Linked DNA regions of Mus musculus: region 1 is linked to region 2. Evidence: chromatin contacts called from public Hi-C data. All regions are on one chromosome and are shown on one strand. The core of a region is the stretch at or near the end of the contact, and the rest is flanking DNA. Distances in the headings are between cores, read along the strand shown.

Region 1 (5,396 bases), core at 2,533-5,032, 360 kb before region 2:
ATGCCCCATGCCAGGCATACACAAACTTAGTGAAATGTGCACTGACTGAGACCCTGGGCATCGAAGGGCTTGCTTCACAGGGCAAGGACCCATGATGAGGGAAAAAGACCACCTGAGTGTCTGAGGTGGGCTGCTAGGGCCTCACTGGCCTGGAGCATGGAGAGACAGCAGGGGTCATGCTGGTGTAGGTTTGCCAAAGGTCAGTGAGGGCAATACACAGGGCAAGGGTACTTCAAGGGCAAGAGGGTGGCACCTTAATTGTAATCCATGCTTCTGAGTGAAGAGTGCTAGGCCTCTCAGGTAGACTGGAAAGGTCCAGGGAAGCCTTGAATTATTTGTAGCTGGGAGGCTGGATTTAGGTTAGATGGTCCTGTGTCCTTCCACAGCTCTGCAGTGGGCTACTGCTGTTATCAGGCCCAGGCGGTTCAGGAGACAGCTTTGAACACAGAAGAGGCTCCAAGCAGACCGGAAAGGTCTGGGGAGTGGAGTCTGTTGGGCTTAGCTGGTGCTAGAGTAGTGGGTGGCTGCCAGGCTTCCCAGCCCTGCTCCTCTTCTACAGACCTGTGGGCCCTCACTCTCTGCAGTTACTGAAGTCCGCTTTGCAGATTAAAGGGAGGAGATCTGGACTTACTGCAACCTGCTATCTATTCACAGTGGGGCCCTGTAGTTTGGATCAGCTCTGCTATCATCTTGCTCGGCGTCAGGCAAACACTAGAGGGCAGCAATGCTCTGTGGCAATTGTGGCCCTGCCTGCGGCACAGGGCGGTTACCAGCCTTTGAATTCTGCCGGAGGAGGAAGGCACTTTGCGGTCCTTGTCTCATCCTGATGTTTGTCTGCTAGTTGACAAGGCAGCAAAATAATGAGTTCTGGTGGGATTTTATAATCACAGTAAAGAGAAGGGCCTGGAGTTTTTCTGAAATAGAACAAGCTTTTGGTTCTTAATCAAGTGTGATCCATTGTGGAGCTGATGGTAACGAAGGACTTCGGCGGCAAATGGCGGACATTTGGGAAGGAATGGAGATGTGACTAGTGCAAGTTCCATCTGTCTTTCAGAATCCCTGCATGAGCTGGTGGTGCCACACACTTTGAATCCCAGCACTCAGGAGGCAGAGGCAGGCAGATTTCTTGAGTTTCAGGCCAGCCTGGTCTACAAAGGGAGTCCAGGACAGTCAGGGATATTACACAGAGAAACTCTGTCTCAAAAATCCAAAACCTCAGAACTGGAGGATAAAACTGTCTTTATCGGTGCTCTGCAAAATAGATGCAGAGTCCCTCTTCCCTGTGCAGGCACAGGGTGACCTGCGTGTGTTGGCTGGTTTAGGCGAGTGATTTCTGGTAATTATCTGGCACTCCCAAATGGCAACAAATAGCTGGCTGTGTACAGATCTGTGCAATGGTCATGAGGGTTTCACAGGCAAATGACAAGGTTCATATGAGAACAGAGGGGCTGGGACTTGAGTCATCATTTTCCCCTGTTTGTGAATAGAGGAGCCATGCAGCACCCTCTCAGCTTGTCTTCTGTGGAGAGCAAGCAGCCACCTCTCTCCTTTACTTAGTGCCGCTGCACACCGTCTGGGAACAGCAGGGTGGCAAGGAGGCTGCAAACCTCACTGGCATCCATTCACAGACTTCTTGAAGTAGGAATCTGTTCCTTGAGATTCTGTGGTCTAAATGTAGCCACCCCTATCTGCAGAGGGAGGTTAGGAAAAGGAACAATGATTCAGGCACCAAAGAAGATGGTGGCTTAGAGGTGAGGGGTCCCTGGGACACGTGTTCATGCACCCTTTGTGTTCCTTCCCTTCCCTTCCCTTGCCTCTGGGATGGGCAGGAGTGACTCTAGGCAAAGTGTTTCTGTCTGCCTGCCTGCTAGCCTGCTCCTGAAGTCCAGTGAGCTGCAGACAGTCATGGTCCACACTGGCCGGCGCTGAGGAGGGGAAACCGGCTGATAAACAAAAGACATGGAGGCAAACAATTCCCAAGTGAGTCAGATCTACAGAAACAAAGACCACGCTCCCATTGGATACCTTCTGCGGAGGAGCAGCTCGGGAGGCCTTCATCCCAGGAGCATAAGCACTGTTGCAATGTAGAGCAAGGTGCAACAAAGAAAGATGCACAGGCTGCGATGACTGTCTCCCCTGTAGCTGGCTGGTGGGGCTTGTGGCGGCTCCATCTGGTGCTGAGCAGACCCTGAGAAAGGTCTCGTCAGTTCCTTTCCTCACCACTTGCAGCCAGTTTTAAAGACAGGGAAACTGAGGGGTGAGACCCAGCTCAGCTCACAAAGTCTCCCATTGTTCTTTCAGTCCCCCTCGCTCCCTCGCTTGTGTGATTCCAAAAGCCCAACCCGGTGGCAGCTCCCCTCCCCCACCCTAGGCTGCCTGAGGGACTGAATACATTTTTGTTTTCAACAGAAAATGGCAGGTGACCTTACGAGAAAGTGCTACTGAGGAAGTGTCTGGAAAACTAGACCAGCTTCTGAGGGTCGCAGCGTGGCCCCGTCCTCCGCCTCCTCACATCTCTAAGTTCCAGAACAATTGGTGCCCTTTAAAACATTCTCCTTTATGAGACTTTAGAGGGGACTTTCAACCTCTTTGTCTTTGGTTAATTTTCTTTGCAAAGCCATTCAGATTTTATGCAGGCTACTCTGTTCAGATGCAAGAACAGCCTCCTCCTCCTCGGATTTCTTTTTTGATGGGTTTCCTTAATGAAGCTGTTGCTAAGGAAACCCTGCAAGAGCCTGGTAGGCACCAGAGTGACTGCATCCCTAGTGCTCCTGTCAGGTTGAGCTCAGAGTCAGAAGGGTGGGAGAGTGGGGAAGGGTGTCATCTGGGGAAGGGGCTGAGGTAATGCTGTGACAGGTCAAAGCTGGCCAACTGGCCAATGGCTTCCAGGGCCAGTCAGTCCGTGGGGGAACTGTGGGGGAACCGTGGGGGGATCCACAGCTCTTACAAGGAAACCATTGAATGGGGGGGGGTGGAGAAGGAAGGTCACCTGCTAGATTCCTTTCTGGAATTGAGAGGAGAGAGAGAGAGAACTGAGAAATTTCTGGTCTAACAGGATTCTGGTGTGTGGCTTGACTAAGAGTCCAGGAGAGTGGAAGTCTGTGAGGACAGTGAGGGGGGCTCAGTCATTCCAGAGCCAGGGGTCTGCAGAGACCCCTTGGGGGCCAGCTCTGCTCTACCCCCTCCCCTCCCCCTCCCAACTTGGAAAGGCACTGCCCATTGAGCTGAGTTTCAAATCTCCACTCTAACCAGAAAAGGTGATAAAAGAAGCCAGACCTCAGTGCCCTGCAGGCAGCTGTAATTTTTAAGGAGGGGTGAGAGGGATACTTGGGAATTCCTCTTTGGAGACTTGCAAGTCACTTTGGTCTCATGGGCTTGGGGAATCTTGGCTTTCCCTCTCCGCTTTAGCAGTTAGGAACCTTAGCATCAAGTCTACAGATACCTTAATAATTACACCCACTTCCTGGCAGGCATTTTTCTGATCGAACCTTCCTCTGGTTTTATTTAACTATAATCTCATTTTTTTCACCTTGATTTTTTTTTTTTATATTTTGGCTGTTACTGCTCTTAAATTGTGTGTGTTTAAAAAATTGATTTTACATTCTTCTTTAGAACAAGGCAGAATGTAAACAGATGCAGGCACGGAGAGTAGCGCAGGCGCACTGCAGACACAGAGAGAACCGCAGGCACACTGCTTTTGGAGGTTCCAGGGTATTTACCTTAGGAGGTTACAGCTGAGGTGAATGTTAAAACTGTGTTTTCAGTAGGCGAGTCTGGTAATACACGCAGACTCTGGAGAAGGGATGGGGGCTTATTCATCTCTCTGTGCAGGCACAGTGCTTGTCAGAGAAGAGACACTTATTAATCTCTGACGCATGATTCATCCGGCTGCTCTCTCCAGTGTCGGCACCGCTCCGAGCAATGACAGCGGTGACCATTGGTAGGGATGCAAGGTGTCCCACGAAGAGCTCCACAACCTTTCTGCGTTTAACACTTCAAGGCCCTCCTGTGAGGAATTGTTTTTATTAGTTCATATTTGTTATGCACAGCAGACTTGGTTTTTATTCGGGAGAGCTTCAAGGCTCTGGAAGATTGCTAGAGTGGTGCAGCCAACACTGGGATGCCCACTGGCTAGAGGGTGGTGCCTGCCCTCGGCACCCAGCTAGCTTGCCTGGCACAGGTTTGCAAGTTTGTTCCCATCATAGTGGAAGTCAGTACCTATTTCCTTTCTGTGGCCAGATACTAGCCACTCTTTTTTATAGGTCTGGCTTTTCCTTTTATGCACCAGTGGACAGCAGGGGCTGCTGCCTCCTCCTCCTCCTCCTCCTCCTCCTCCTCCTCCTCCTCCTCCTCCTCCTCCTCCATCTCCTCCTCCTCCTTCTGGCTGTTGAAAGATGCTACCGTGAACACTGACATGCAGGTTTTGTGGAATGTGTTTTCACTCCGTGTGGGATGTACATTTGGGCCATATCCCACTCTGCAGCGTTTTGAGGCACTGTCAGATTGCTGAGGATGGCTACCACCAGGATCTGAGGGCTCCATTCTCCATTCAGGAGGCCCTGAATAGGTGGGACCTGCATCTTTGACTGCAGCTGCTGTAGTAGCAAGAAGGGAAGGAGGGATTCGTGGCTCTGGTTTAATCTGCATTTCCCTCGTGCCCCGTGTTGTTGAGCATCTTCTCCTGTGCTGACCGGCCATCCACACATTTCCATTACAGTCCTTTGCAGCCTTTACTGTCTTTGGAGCCAGGGATTGAACTCAGAGTCTCATGCACATTGAACACAAACTGTACCACCCAGACCATCAATCCTTCGCTGGCTCTGCATGTTGTATGGATGTAGGAGCTCTTAGTGTGATCCAGAGGGTGCATTCTTGTCAGGTCTCCGCTCTGCAGGAACGTGCACCATTTCATTTGTCTTTTGAGAGAGACGACACTCTTGTTTTCTTGCTCAGACTGGTCTTCAATTCTAAGGCTCGAGGGATGGGCACATTTCATCCTCCAAGTGGCTGAGACACCTGAGTGTCCACCACCATGGCCCTGCCCACTTGTGACGTCTTTCACAGACATGCCTTTCTTCCTTTGATGGAATCCAGTTTCTCTGCATGTTATGTTAGCACACCGCATATGCTTTTGGTGTGGTTCAGGAGAGATCACTGAGCCCAAAGCTCCACTGTTTGCTTTTTGACAGGATGTGTCTATGTAGCCCAGGCTGGTCTCATACTTGCTATGTAGACCAGGCTATCCTCAAAGTCTGGGCCTTCTGCTCCAGCTTTCCAAGAGCTGGGATTATAAGCACGTGTCACCATGCTTGATCTTTTATGGTAAATTTAGTGTTGGAAATTTATCTTTTTCAAGATTTTTTTTTCCTGACTCTTCTGGGTGTCTTCCATTTCCA
Region 2 (5,298 bases), core at 179-2,678:
ATCAGAATCTAAAGGACTCAACACCCCAACACACCTCATGACCAAGATTCTCCCCTCATACCCATGTGGGTCCATGCCCTCCACCACCTCTTCCTACCCTGTGTTCGCTAGCTGATCTACACCTTGGAGTCTTAGCTGCACAACTGTCCTCTAGGGAGGCCTTACCCTGCCACCATGCCAGGTACTTGCATCTGTCTCTCCCTGTCCTCTTGCTTAGCGCTTGCTTTGTGACACACTTAAATGCGTTTTATTTCCAGTCAGACTCCAAACTCTGTCATTGGTCATGGTTCCTGCAGGAACCCCTAACCCCACCAAGCCAAGCTTTGCAAAGAAAGACAGGACTGCAGGGAAGGCGGGAAGCTTTGGGATGTGTGGAGCAGGGCAGATGCTATCAGAGGACCTTCCTGCTGGGTGTCATTTTCATTAGCTACTAAAGCTGTGGGGAAGAGATCTGAGTGCCTAAGGCCTGCCCACAGGAGCTTGTCTGTGTCCTCCTGTGGGCCAGCAGGACTACATGATGACAGACATATCAAGGTTATCTAGGAGGTCTTTCCAGCCTTGAGAGAGAGGATTCACCTCATGGAACATTATTTGCCCCGTCAAAGATATTTTTTTATGGCTATTTCTGACAGATGGTTCCTCTGAATGGAGCTTGGTGACCAGGGGTTGCCCAGAGGCTCTGACTCGAGTTTTCTTCCTCTTGTTCTTTTCTTCTCCAGCTTGCACCTTAGAGATCAAGAGGCTTTCCTCAGCAGTAGATAGATTGTAGCAGGGGGGGGGGGGGGTCTGGGCTCTGCCATCATGTGGTAAAACCCACCTGAGAGTTGGGGGTGGGTGGGGAGGAAGCTGGGGGAAGAAGTGTTTGGGTGGCTTCTCCTCCATAAGAGATGTAGCCTCCGTCAGTGGGAGCATCTACCCACCAGTCTACCCACCAATGTCAGGTATTTTCAAAGGATGAGTCAGCCTGCAGCAGTCTCTTGTTTAAATTGTTATCTCTGCTGGTATGCTCTCTCTGTCTTTGTCTGATCACTCCGGAGACACACCCAGTCTCAGACACTCATTCTTTTATTCATTGGGTGAGCACTGAGCATACACGCTTGGTGCTGGGCACACTATGAGGTTATGAAGCTTAATGTTCTGCTGTCATTGAGAACAACGTCTCAAATGGGACATCTAGCTGGGCAGTATTCCTGTCAGGGTAGACAGAGGGTCCCTTGAGACCAGGGGTGCGTGTGGCTTTTAACAAGTGAAGTCCATGGAGAGCAAAGAGCCAGACAGGGCCCCAGTTCAGTAGCCCAGCCCCCACCCGGGAGGAGGGCTATGGCTCTGGTGCTACAGAAACTTTGTAGGGAGTAAGAAAGCCCAGAATGGAGCCACAGATGTGACTCATTCTTACAGTGACATCAGCCAGGTCTGCAGCAAACCTCTTCTGTGTTCAGGGAACAAGGAGGGAAGGCAGAGGTGCCTCAGGGTAGCAAACACTGATACAAAGGACACACGGGTGTGGTATTACCCAGAGTCAGTGAACCATGGAAGGTAAAAGCCAGTGGCCTTCTAGCCTTTGGGCTGCATGCTTTCAGACAATTTTTATGTTGTCCCCACCACACCTCATTTTCTCAGGCTGTGAACGTCTAAGAAATGAGCTGCTGACATTCTTCTGTGGAACGGGAGCCGATGGATGTTAGTTCCCAAGAGCACAGTGAATTGCACTTCACCGAAGATGGGGATAGCTGGGCTCCCCCCACCCCCTCAGAAGGAAAGGAAATGGCTACCAGACTCTGTCCCACCTAGAAGAGTCTCTGAGGCTAGAGACATCCGTCTAGGAACCAGGGACGATCTGGAGACCTGGAGCCATCTCATGTGCCTAAAGGCATGGCCAGAGGTATCACCAGGAGAACATTTGTTGTGCAATAGCCTAATGGATATTGGTTATTATTCATTAGGTGTTTGACTGTCACCCAATGTATTTGCAGCAACAGAGTAGCGCTGAATATATTCTCAGTGGCAGACATGACAGCATGAAAGACATGCTCCCTAAGAAAGCTCTCTGGTGGCTCCACTGAGGGACAGAAGTGAGCTGCTGTCATGGACTCTGAAGGAAGAGTCATGATGAGAAGGTAGGGACAGGAAGGAACGATCCAGAGTCCTCCTCAGCATCTGGGTTGGGTCCCTAAAATGTCAGGTATGTGTGGGAAAGCATCAGGGGACAGCCAAGTGGACGTGCTGTAGATGCCAGGATGCTTCCAGAGACAGGTGTTCTCTAGACTAGGCCAACTCCCTGGACTGTGGGAGCCAGGTGGCGAGTCGGTGGAGCAGAAGACCATGCAGCTGAGAAAAGGACATATTCTGGATTATTTCCCATGGGGCGAGCATCCTCACTGGCAAAACCCCCACTGCTCAGGTTTGTCCCTGGATAGCTAGGGAGCCTAGCTTAGGCTTGGGCAAATGTCCTTGCAAAGATAGGAAGCCTTAGGAGAAATAAGGTGGTTATTCAGGTGGCTAAGATCCCCCATTCCCACCATCGCCAAGCGGCCGTGCACCCAGAGGCACCCAGAGGACAAGCAATGCACTTGTCCTGCTAGTATAGACGCTACATGTGTACATCACACTGGCCATAAAGTCTGTACTTGGGCCATCGGCGCTGTATAGGCCTTTCTGCTAGGCTGAGGGAGTAAATCTGAGGCTTAAGGTTCACAGTCCTTCTGTCACCTGCTCTCTGGTCCCCACACTGACACCATGCTAGTGGAGATGAAGGCCTCAAAGGCTTGACTCCTGGGTCCCTCCTCAGGATCTCTCAGTCAAGAGGTATTTGAACCCAGGTGTGTGTGTGTGTGTGTGTGTGTGTGTGTGTGTGTGTGCGTGTGTGTGTATAGCCACTCTTTTCACTCCTTTCTGACCCCTTGGGGGATAGATGGTGGCTCAGTTTGAATAGTTTTCACCAGTACCATGAACATTTTTTAAAAGCGTGATTTTCTTCAGTGTATGAAGTACAGTATCTCTAACTGGGAGCAGCCTCCTGAAAGAGTGCGTCTCTTTTTCTCATCACAAACGACATGTAAGCTAAGATTTCTCAGAGCCTTAGTCTCTCTGCCCATGGGGATTCAAGAACATGCTGCAGACAACTTTTGGGGAGCAAATCCTGTTTTCTCTTCTTTGTTGGGAATCCAAGTGAGACACCAGCTATCTGTTCACCTTAGTTGTGCACACCTACACATCTGTATACCATGGCAGACAGCTGGGAAAAACACAGGGACAGAAAGGAGCTACACAGGCCTGAGCCAGGCCTTGGCCACAGCATCCTTAAACGTGGCCTCAGCAGGCTGTCACTCTTCTGCTGGCTTCCTCCTGCATACCTACGTGGCCTCTGGCAGGGCAAGGCTTGGGGGACAAGTAGTTAAGGCAAGAACATGGAGCCCTGCATGGATACAGAGATGAGCATTCTCTTGCCTGGAGAGGAGGCAGGAGGCACTTCCATTTCTGAGTCTCCAGCTTCCGTGAAAAACATTGTGGTAGATGTGTGGCTATATGGAAGGGCCATCATAGGTGACCTTCCCAAACAACCCACAAGGCAAGGCCACCTTGGTGGAGGGTTGCGCCACTGGGCAGTTCCCACAACTCTTTCCTACCCTGCTGTTCTTTCCTCGGCTCAGCCCCTAGTGAGCTTTCCAGGGGGAGTTTTCTGTTTTTTAATCTTCAGCCTTCCCTCTCATGTCTCAGCAAACCAGTGAGGCTTAGAGTCTCTCCATTCTGCCCTGACAGCTCTTATCAATCTCCCCCCTAATTAAAGCAAGCAGCCTTGGCAGCGGGTCTCCCCTGCGTCATCTGGGATTGGTTTACAGCAACAGCAGCAGAGATCGGGCCTTTCTTCTGCCTCCTACCACGTCCCCAGGGCTGTCAGCAAGGATGCCTCTTGGCTATGAGAATAGAATCTTCGAGGCATAGATGGGGAGGGCCAAGGATGCATAGCTCCAGCTGGGCAGATGTGGAGACAGGTAGGTAGACTGAGCGAGAACATGCACAATGGCCCCAGGCCTGCCGCACAGGGGCTGAGACAGCGCAGGCGCTCTCGGTCCTGAATCCTGAGCCAGGAAGGACCTTCCGGGCTCTGGGAATTCATTAACCAAATGGAGCATTTGTACAGCCAATTTATAAAATAAATTAAAAGCAGCTCTAGTCAGCCAAAAGAAGGCGAGGAATCCAGAGGAATTGGTCAAGTAGGGGAAATTTTGAAGGCGGCTTCTACCTCTCTGCACCCTTCTTTTCTAACAGGTGCTATAGTCCAAGGCTCAAGGAGGAGAGGTCACATTCGTGACCAGCAAAACCCAATAGAAATTCTAGTCCAAAACAATGTTGCCCAGGTGCCAAGGAACTCTGCCTTTTCTTGCTTTTTCTGGGCTGTGGTTTTATGTCCTGAAATTGGTATGCAGGGACCCCTCAGATATGGGTGAGTTTCCCTGCCCCAGGAGCTCTGGCCACACCTATTAAAACACACCTATTTAAAACAACAAAACAAGAACTGTCCACCTCTAGGAAACTAGGGCAAACCAAGAACTTTGTAGCCTACTGGGCCAAGTTCAGGTGGCTACAATGATTCTCTGGTGAGGCAGGTGTCTTTGTGCCTCAGCTGGTAAGCTCTGAGAGAGGGCTATGATGCCTCTTGCCTCAGTCATACCTTTGGTGGAGCAAATACATACACAGTTGTCCTAGAGAATGAAGGAGTCTTAGACCCTTCCTGCCGTTGGTCCTTGCAGGGTCTCCCTGAATAGCACTTTACAGCTATATGGTCTTCTAAAGTTTTTGCCATCAGAAGACTCAGGGGTGCCAGGCTAGCAAGGATCACCAGTCATATCTAAAGCCATTGCTTGGCTAAGTTTCTTAGGCAGGACCACGCCCTGTGCTGGTGACCAGCAGCACCTGGCACCACTTGCCTGATGTCAGTGGTAAAGAGACAGAGATACAGAACCATGCTGTCACCCTCAGTGGGCTGAAGAATTCCTCTAACTTTTTAGGGACCTCGACTGAAGCCAGAGTGGAATTCATGGCTTCGACACAGACAAGAACTTCAGGCTAAGTTGATGTGACAAAGCAGAGACGAAAACTTTGTGAAAGCTATTTTTAATGTAGACTGTAAGGACAATAGCTAGGCACACTTGGGAGCATAAGTGAACACCAGAGAATCTCAGAGATCAAGAAATACCCAAGCATGTGGCCCCTCAAGGAAAAGTCACAACTCTTTGTTTTAACATTAGCCATGTAGATCGTTCTGGTGGCTCTCAAGTTGCATGTTAAATGTTTCTC

What was found. Hi-C and Micro-C count contacts between places; a contact is called where the count stands out from the background.
Region 1: a Hi-C map of the N1E-115 cell line shows a contact between it and region 2, with 5 times the contacts expected there. The contact joins two enhancer-like sites. A contact is called at or near these places in 2 of 15 datasets of contacts at CTCF or cohesin (large pre-B cells and pro-B cells), 6 of 484 Hi-C or Micro-C datasets (the N1E-115 cell line, bone marrow-derived macrophages, cerebellar granule neurons and 2 more), 5 of 115 datasets of contacts at active chromatin or transcription factors (T-cell acute lymphoblastic leukemia, embryonic basal ganglia, embryonic stem cells and 2 more) and 1 of 9 other capture datasets (embryonic stem cells).

The regions. Positions count from the first base shown.
Region 1 is chr15:73,018,412-73,023,807 of GRCm38.p6, reverse strand. The region is part of intron 6 of Trappc9 (trafficking protein particle complex 9); the gene reads left to right. Among named protein-coding and RNA genes, the nearest start is that of Trappc9, 40 kb to the left of the region's middle. RefSeq lists an enhancer at 489-3,389. Within about 2 kb of position 3,782, at least 57 of the 459 cell types and tissues checked have an H3K27ac peak or open chromatin away from gene starts, as enhancers often do. A contact at or near this core is called in the N1E-115 cell line, where this site is marked.
Region 2 is chr15:72,656,356-72,661,653 of GRCm38.p6, reverse strand. All of the region lies in intron 20 of Trappc9 (trafficking protein particle complex 9), which reads left to right. Among named protein-coding and RNA genes, the nearest start is that of Kcnk9, 110 kb to the right of the region's middle. Within about 2 kb of position 1,428, at least 33 of the 459 cell types and tissues checked have an H3K27ac peak or open chromatin away from gene starts, as enhancers often do. A contact at or near this core is called in the N1E-115 cell line, where this site is marked.